Linked DNA regions of Rattus norvegicus: region 1 is linked to region 2. Evidence: chromatin contacts called from public Hi-C data. All regions are on one chromosome and are shown on one strand. Each heading gives the region's core, a stretch centred on a gene start, on an enhancer-like site or on the middle of the called end of the contact. The rest is flanking DNA. Distances are from core to core; before and after follow the strand shown. Region 1 holds the start of Dip2c (disco-interacting protein 2 homolog C). Region 2 overlaps Dip2c (disco-interacting protein 2 homolog C).

Region 1 (4,690 bases), core at 1,841-4,340, 190 kb after region 2:
CAAGGTGAATAGACACAGAGAATCTTGATCTTCAACTCCTAGGTTCCTATATTAGAATAGCAGCAATACTAGAAAACAAACTGATTCACCTCTTCCAGGAAAACAATCCTCTTGATTACATGACATGGAATTTCAAATGATCTTTTGTAAAGCACAACCAAAACTCAACAATGACAAAGCCACACTTTGTAATAAAGTCAAAGGTGACACAGCTAATAGATTGGGGTCTGGGATGGGGGAAGGGCAAGTTCCAAGGAGTAGCAGAGGCTGAACACAGTGACAAAAGGCTTTTCTTTCTTTCTTTCTTTCTTTCTTTTTTTTTTTTTTTTGTTGTTGTAATTCTTTCAGGTCTCAACATAGCTAATATAAAAAAAGAAAATAAAAAAGGACTTCCTGAATACAAACATACATACACACCCCTCTAAGCCCACCTATTCACCAAGAAACTCATTGAGCCCTTCAAGTTCTATTACAGACACAAGGTGCTCACAGGGAATTAAGCTAGGTACACCTCATGTACAGTGGTTTTCCATACTTTTCTGGGCAGCAAGAAGCTAACACTCACTCTTCAGAGTGAACGATGATGACAGGTGACTGCTGTTGCCTAAAAACAAGATGGACAGCTACTTTCAACAAGGGGAGGGCAGGATATGTGGTTCCAGGCATTATGCGAGACTGAGAACAAATGTGAATTGACTTCCTGGTAGGCAGGGACCCTGCAGACAGGGCTCAAAGCAGGTGAGTTCAGATAGCTTCTCACTTTTCAAGTACGGGTGGGTAGAGACACATCACATTAACATCATGCAGACAGAGCAGAGAGGTGCTTGCTTTGAGTCAGAGCATGAATGGGAAGGGGTGCTGTAAATACAGGATACAGCCGATAGAACAGAGCTGGTAAACTGAGGGAGAGAGTCTATCTGAAGCCTGACAAATCTCAAATGTTTCTTCAGAGCTACTTAAGAGAAATACACTGTCCGCACTGCACACCTCATCTGCCAGTTTCAATCTAAAGGATTCAGCCCTGCCTTTTCTGCCTGTGGATCCTCTCAGGAAAGAGTGATGCTCTCTCTTATCATCGCTAGCTGGTCAGAGCAGAGGCAAGGAAGCACCGTCTGGGACACATTATCTTTTTACTTCCATTGGACTTTCTTCCCAGGGACTGCTCCCAAAACACCTTGAAGAACTCCAAATTTGGATTATAAGAACATGTCCAATCTACTAGAATCTGATAAGACAAGCAACATTACGGCCACCCGGCTTATATCCTTCTCCACTCTCAAAGTGTTAAAAGGGAAAACACAAAGTCAACGGCAGCTCCTCCCCATGATGAAAACTGGCACGAATGAATTTACGTTCTGGCTGCTGGCCCTCACAAACCGTTACAAAAAAAAAAAAAAAAAAAAAAAAAAAAAAAGTTCGCCATGCTGAACTGCTCTAAATATTAATTCAAAGGGAAACAACGGCCCACTTCCACACCATTACACTGTAGTCTTCTCAAATGAGTGGGATGACCGCTAAATATTTATTATTAAACACATTTTGGAACTTTAGTGGAGTAAGAAAAAAAAACCTACAAAACCCAAGCTGAAACTTATGACAGTTGAGCACATGATGTCCACCATGAAGAGCAAAGACGAAAGCGTGTATAACTCTCCATGAAATCACAGTAGCAGAGCAGCCGCAAAGACTCAATTTCTCTATCCAACGCGAAGGGAATGAGGCATCGGACCTGGCCTGAGGAGGGAGGTGTTAGGGCTTTAACTCAACCGGCTCATCACAAACACGCCGGAACAATAGTACTACTATCTTCCTCCCGCTGACAGAACCGTGTGCCTGCAACCTCAGAGAGATCCAATCCCGAAGTCCACTGACAAGTTTCGCATTAAAATCAGGCCATTCAGAGGCTGTCCCCAAGCATGGAACGTGGTAGCAGCACACCACTGGTGCTGGTGGTGCTGCTGGTGATGGTGGTAGTGATGATGCTGTTGGTGGTAGTGGTGGCGGTGGTGGTGGTGCTGCTGCTGCCGCCGCTGCTGCTGCCGCTGCTGCAGCAGCTGCAGCTGCATCAAGGACGCGGCGCCTCTCCATTAGAGAAGAGCGTACATCCCTACCAAGGCCATTCCCCGTTAGCCCTAAAGGTTGCTCCATCTTGCTTCGTAGCCGGGATCCCCGGGCCCAGCTGCAGCGCGCAGGGGGCATCGCGGCTGCACCGCGCCAGCTGAGCCTGGAGGGCGGGGGCCGCGACACGCACACGCGCGCGCGTGCACACACACACACACACATACACACATACACACGCACACACACACACACATACACACACACACAAGCACGCGCGCACACAAGCACATGTACACACATGCACCCGCCCCGGGGCCACCACTCGGGGCCCGGGCCAGGGTCAGGGCCGGGGCCCCGCCATCCCCAGGCCCCGCGCGCGCCCTCCCCGGGGTGACAGCACGGCCCGGCCCGCGGGGCCCCAAGCGCGCGCCAGAGAAGCGGTGTCCGGGCCCGGCCCGGGCACGGGGCTAAGAGGGAATTGCTGTTACCTTCCGACAGCTCCAGCTCCAGCTCGGCCAGCCGGGCCCTCACCTCCAACGGCAGAGCCATGCCTTCCAGGCTGCGGTCCGCCATGCTCGCCGCAGACGCCCCCGCCCTGCCGGCCTCCTCTTTGTTCGCCGACGGAGGGCTCCTCAGCGGCCGCCGCTCGAATCCGGAGGAACCGCACCGAGGAGGCGGCGGCGGACGGGCGGGAGCGGGAGGCCGGGCGGCGGCGGGCAGGCGCGCGGGGATTTTCTCCTTAGCCTCCTCAGCCTCGTCAGTCTCCTCAGCGCCTCCTCAGTCTCCTCAGCGCCTCGTCAGCCTCCTCAGCGTCTCCTCAGTGCCTCCTCAGTGCCTCGTCAGTCGTCTCCTCAGCCTCCTCAGCGCGGCCCCGACCCTGGCGGTGGCTTCGCGCCCGGCTCTCTGCGCGCCTCCCCCAGCCGCCGGCTTCGGCCCCGCTCGGCCGGCACCGGATCACGGGCCCGCCCGCGGTCACGGCCACAGGGCTCTCTAGCTGCTCCGCGGCCGCCCTGCCCCGGCGGGAGCGAGCGCCGCTGCGCGCGCACCGGGCAACAAGAGGGCGCGCGCGGAGGGTGGGAGCGCGCGGACGTGCCACGGCGGCGCGCGCTCAGGGGGCGGGGCCTCCAGCGACTACTTCGAGAGCGCGCTCGTGGGACAATCTTGCGTTTGGCCCTGGGGGTCTTCCCAACCCCAAGGCTTAGGCTCCTCAAGACTCAAGGAGAAAAATAAAGAAAGGATTCTGATGCACACACTAGCCTACTTGTTAAAACTTCAAATGTCCTGGATCCTCGAGGGCTGATTTTTTTTAAAACACTTTTAAGAGGAAAAAATAATTTAAAAATAAATAGATAAAAACCAGCACGAGCCATAGATTGAGTACTAGGTTTGAAGTTTAAAAGCATGGATCTAGAACAGACCAGTATATGACCTTGAATCACACGATGTTTTGTCTAGACTTCATTTTCCCCACCCGTGAAAATAAATCGAGCTAGGTTGGGTCTGTCACACACTGTCCAGCCTTTCCTGAGACTGAGGAATGCCTGTTATGCATAAGGAATCTTCAACAAGTGTCTTCTCCCTCACACCCTATAATACCATGTCCCTTCTCCTACCTCCTGGGAGTTCTTTTCCCTTTGGTCATCACCTCTGATAGTATCAATGTCTATTCTGAACAGAGTCTGACTATTTGGGGACACTCTTGCATAGCCAGCTCTCTCCTGAATAACCTCACCTAGCTGCCCCCTGAAACCCCAAACACCATAAAACCAAAGGGAAAAAAAAAAAAACAGAATCTCCTAACATTAAACATCCACCTGCTTTTTAAAGTATTTTATTCATTCTCTCTCTCTCTCTCTCTCTCTCTCTCTCTCTCTCTCTCTCCCCCCTGCTCTTTTTCTTCTTTTATTGGATTTTTTATTTACATTTTAAATGTCATCCCCTTTCTCGGTTTCCCCTCCAGAAACCCGATATCCCACCACTACCACCCACACTTCTATGATGGTGCTCTCTTACCCTCCCACCTACCCCTCCTGACAATCCCCTACATTGGGGAATGGAGTTTTCACAGGACCAAGGGCCTCTCCTCCCACTGATGCTCGACAAGGTCATCCTCTGCTACATATGCGGATGGAGCCATAGGTCCAACCCTGTGTTCTCTTGGGACAGTGGTTTAGTCCCTAGGAGCTCTGGGAGGGAGTCTGGTTGGTTGATATTGTTGTTCTTCTTTGGCGTCCATAGGTTATTAAATTATAATAATAAGAGACATGAAATTGGGATAGTAGAAAGGTGGGGATGGATCCGGGAGGAGCTGAGGGATACGTTGTATGAGATTCTCAGATCCATCCCCACCTCTCCCTCCCCAAGAAGCCATCAACTGTCTGCAGGGATAGGAGCTCATTAGCCCTTTCCCATGGCATGCTAGAATGATGACTGGTTGATCCTGTGCAGGCAGCCACAGCTACTGTGCATTCGTGAGGTCTTGTCATGTCCAGAAGACAGTTTTGCCTGGCTCTTACAATCTTTCTAACCCGTCTTCTGTGATGGTCTTTAAGCTTTGGAAGTGGGGTTATGATATAGACACCCTATTTGTGGCTGAGCACTCCACTGACATTTGTCTTCTCTGCTTTGA
Region 2 (4,530 bases), core at 246-2,745:
TGTGATTATAGCACTGTGACCTCTTGTCAGAACTGTCTCCATGAACATCTCCAGAGGGAACACTTTGTACTCCCTCAAGAACTTTTAAAATCTTCAGATATTAAAAAAAGAAAAAAACCCGTTCCCTCTTAAGAAATATTATAGTACATACACATTTGTTTTAATACAAAGTATACAGAATCCTAGAGTGTAGAGCTCTTATCCAGCTTCCACCTTCTGTTCTGCAAATAAAACCTTGAACAAATAAATTTCAGAAACCACCATCATACCATGGTAGACCTAAGTCAGAGACACAAAGCTTTTTGTTCACTTAGACTAACAAAACTTAAATGAGATGCTAAACTGATAATGTCCATAAAGTTACCCAAACAACTATAAAGAAATTTAATGTAGGCCAGTGAAATTACGCACAGTAAAGTCACTTGCTGCCAAACCTTTCAATCTGAATTCTATCTCCAGGACCCACATTTTAGGAAGGAAGTGACCTCAGACTACCCTCTGACTTCCACACATGTACTGTGGTATGTATGAACACACAATAGATAAATGCTAAAACTTATTCTTAAAAGAGCTTTGTGCTTGAAATTTTAAGATTGAAACTCGGAGACAACCTGTATTGATCTCAATCAAGAGAATGTGGGAGGCTGACAGAGCCCAGCTTCATCCAGGGGAAGGGGTGAACCCAAAGCATCTGAGTGCATGCACACCACAGGATCAGCAACACTGGCACTACCACTTCCTTCCACACACTCTCACGGCACTCCAGAATCATGGTTAACAATCAATGAGTGCGGGATCTCAAGCAACTTTCTATTATGACACTACAACTCTCAACACGACATTTAAGACATCAATTCTTTCCTCCCATCCTGCCATTCCCAAAGAAGAGGCAGAATAAATTCATTTTCTTTCCTAAGTAGCTGATATTAGTGCCAATGACCACTGGTGCTGTTCCATGTGCACTTGGTTGGAGAAAACCGATGAATCAAAGCCCCAGTTTCCATAAAAGCCAATGCTTTCTGACATAAATGTGATGATGTAAGTTTAAATAATGAAGCAACATTTTACTTCCTTTTTATTCTTTCCTTCTTACAGTGGTGCTGGGGTTTATATCCAAAGCTTTCCATATGTTGAGCAAGCATTCTACCACTGAACTCTTACTTTAAAAGAGGTATATTCCATTCATTCTACCAGGTTAACCTGTGGAAGGTTAACTGTTTGAAGCCTGGAAGCCCAGACTCCAGTATTACCTTGCTCCTCCTGACTTCCCATGGTGTGACATTCTCTCTACTCACCACACAACATCCAGTCAACTCACCCAATCCAGCACTCCAATCCCAGCCCCTTTCAGCACCTTCCCCTCAAGGGGACCCTTCCTGCCAACCACACAAACTCACTCCCTGCCCTCAATCACCCTGTGCCATTCCTCTACACTGTCACCTCTTCTGAGAACATCCATTGTTTACAACAGATTCCACTCTTTCCCCAGAGTCCACAAACCACCTCAGACTACACACAGTCCTCACTGCTGCTGCAGCCAAACCTTGCTTAACTCTTGCACCACCTCTCAGCAGCCACAAGCTGGGGCCTAGTAGTATCCCTCCACCTGCTTGCACTGTGTGTCTTTTGTTCTGGCACTTTTCTTCTTTTCTCTCAGAATTAGTGACCACAAGCTGTAGCACTCACCTAACAGGGAGCTATTTAACATATCATCTGGCACAGAATATTCACCCAATTAATGAGCACCATTGCTGTGATGTTACTGTTTGTATATGCTCTTTGATTTCCTATGAGCCTTCAAGCTCTGTACAGAAGAGGCTACTCACAGAAGTCAGCTGAGGGCCCAGTACAGGGCTCACCCTCCATGTACTTAGTGGGCAGACAAGTGAGTGTCTGACAGCCACATGTGGTGTATAATGAGATTACACTTGATAATTCCATTTGCTTTAGGCAATGTTCAGAAGTAATGTCTCAGGTGCTTGGTGTCTGGTGGTCCCAATTTCCAGGGGTTTAGAGCCATTCACATCTATTCTACATACTTTGCAATCAATTATAGAGGGCCCAAGATAGGTGAAATACACAGGTATTTGGGATTTATTAATTCATGAGACTGCACAACTTTATTCTACAAGTGCCATCTTGGAAAAGAAAAAAAAAGGCAATGGTTGAGCTGGAGGGAGGAAGACTACTGACTGAAGACATAAGCCTTGCCCCATATTCCACTCAAAACCATCCTACTCCAGCATCATGTTTGGATCCAAGTGTCCCACACTCAAGGTCAAGTGTTGTCTCACTGGGACAGATACCAAAGAGCACTGTGACTGAGATGGCTTCATGTTCTTTGTTGGTCTGAGCACCCTTGGTAGAATAAATAAGTTCTCTGCTTTCAACCTCTCCTTCCCAGAAATCCTGATATCCATACTTCAATAGGCCGAGCTAGCTCACTGAAGGAGGCACTGTAAAAACTAAAGTAGAACAAAGGCCAACCCATGGTGTTTCTTGGAAAGGACACTGTGTTTTATCATAAAACTAGGAGTGAGGATGTGCATTGTTGGCTCAGTAACATTTTAGTTGCACCCACATATCATGCTTCGCCTAATGGATATGAAGAAGAAACTGGAGATTTTGAGCACTTTCCAGCAGCCAAGCTTTTCCATACACACTAATAGCACTGGAGTTAGATGATGAGATTTTTGTCTTATAGGTGAAAAAAGTGATATTCATGAAATTTGGACTGAGTCCAAAATCAACAATATGTACTTGAAGCTACCAGGATTCATTGAGGGGTTTCCATGAGCTCCTCACACACTGCAGCAGTTCCTAACAAGCAAATAGCAGGTAAGTATTTACTCACAATGCAAATTATGGACAAGAGCTGGCCCTACAGGTGCAAACCAAACAGAGCCTGCTTCATACTTGGTGGATGGCTCAGTGACTCCATGTATTCAAATTTGCAAGTGTGACTTCATTTCAGACTCAGAAACCTGGGCTACCTACCACGTGAGTGGAAGAAGGGCAACTGAATAAACACATTCAGAATGAAAGGCCCAGACCCACCTATTTCTTCATTAACTGTGTGGAAGCTCAAAAAAGGACTGTTCATTGAGCCTTCATCAACCATTAAGCCCCTGAGTCCCCCAGTTCTCCATCACCTTCTCCTCCTAATCTAGTAGCCTGATATTTTGGAGAGGATATTGTTACTTTCATAAATGGGTCATAGTTGATAGGAATGAACTTAGTGAAGATGGTATACACACGAGTAGGCTTCTTGTAAGTGAAATTGGAATGTCACTGCCATTAACTTTGCACCAACCAGATGCACATCACTGAATAGTGGCAAGAGCTATTGGAAATCCTGAGGTGGTTGTTATGGGCTCCTTAACTCAGGGTTCCTGACAGACTCCTTGCATCAGTCTCTTCCTGGGTAAGGGTACTGTACACGAAAGGTAGGGGTGGGAGAAACATAGATAGTGCATTGTGAGGAAGATCCAATGTGCTTCTTGGTGACCATTATCTGTCATAAGATGTCACTGAGTTAACTTGCATTGTCTCTTCCCAGTCAGTATACTAGGGTGTAAGACAAAGTCTAATAGGAGTAAGGATGATGGCTCTTTAATAGAAGGTTCTATAAAGGACAATTAAATACAGTACTTGGCACCTGAGAGGACAGTCTATAAACTTCACAATTTTACTCTTAAGATTAGAAATCATGTAAGAACAGAGAGAACTAAGACAAGTTCACTTCCTGCAAGTTTACAGCCCTGTCAGAGGCACAGTCAAGTAGATCCTTCTGTTCTACTACGGCATTTTCCTGTTCTTTACCCCAAAGTGTCTAGAGAGGAAACATTTGAAGTCCACTACCTTCCTGGGGCCCAGTTTTCTTATTCAATAGCTTCAAGCACAAATGGTAACCAGTTAGTTTAGCTCTAAAAAGCCCTGTAAATAAATCCAACCAACTGAAAACCGAGTTACCTGTTTAACATTCAGTGACATCTTGTAGATGGACACGTATGTAGCATTCATGGGTTTTTTAAATATTTATTTATTACATATAAGTATACTGTAGTTGTCTTCAGACCCACTAGAAGAGACCATCAGATCCCATTAAGATGGTTGTGAACCACCATGTGGTTGTTAGGGTTTGAACTCGGGACCTCTGGAAGAGCAATCAGTGTTCTTAACCACTGAATCATCTCTCCAGCCCAGCAATTGTGTTCTTATGGGAATCTTTAAAACATTAACAATAGCAAACCTTATTGACCTCTTACCTTGGTTCTAGGTGCTACACTCAACCATAATTACATCTATGGCTTCATTCAACAACTATACAAGTCACAGTGATCTCAATGTTACAACCAATAATTCAAAGGAAAATAAACTGGAGTTTGTGCATAAAAACTAAGTCAGATTTGGATCTTAACCTGCTCACTGTGTTCTGGAGTCTCACAAGGGTTGGTTTGGTTTTATATTCTTAAAAAAAAAATCACTAATCTCATTTAAATTTCTACCTTTGTAAATATCCCATTTAAC

The links. A called contact is a pair of places that touch in the nucleus more often than the background predicts.
Region 1: a contact with region 2 is called in a Hi-C map of liver, with 4 times the contacts expected there. The contact joins the promoter of Dip2c here to the enhancer-like site in region 2. A contact is called at or near these places in 9 of 12 Hi-C or Micro-C datasets (the A7r5 cell line, the Rat2 cell line, Schwann cells and 6 more) and 1 of 1 datasets of contacts at active chromatin or transcription factors (oligodendrocytes).

The regions. Positions count from the first base shown.
Region 1 is chr17:65,720,512-65,725,201 of GRCr8, forward strand. It overlaps Dip2c (disco-interacting protein 2 homolog C), which reads right to left and starts at 3,091. Exons shown (of 38, transcript NM_001107360.2): 1 at 2,550-3,091. The coding sequence starts at 2,634.
Region 2 is chr17:65,533,621-65,538,150 of GRCr8, forward strand. All of the region lies in intron 1 of Dip2c (disco-interacting protein 2 homolog C), which reads right to left. Among named protein-coding and RNA genes, the nearest start is that of Dip2c, 190 kb to the right of the region's middle. Within about 2 kb of position 1,496, at least 2 of the 93 cell types and tissues checked have an H3K27ac peak or open chromatin away from gene starts, as enhancers often do. A contact at or near this core is called in hepatocytes and liver, where this site is marked.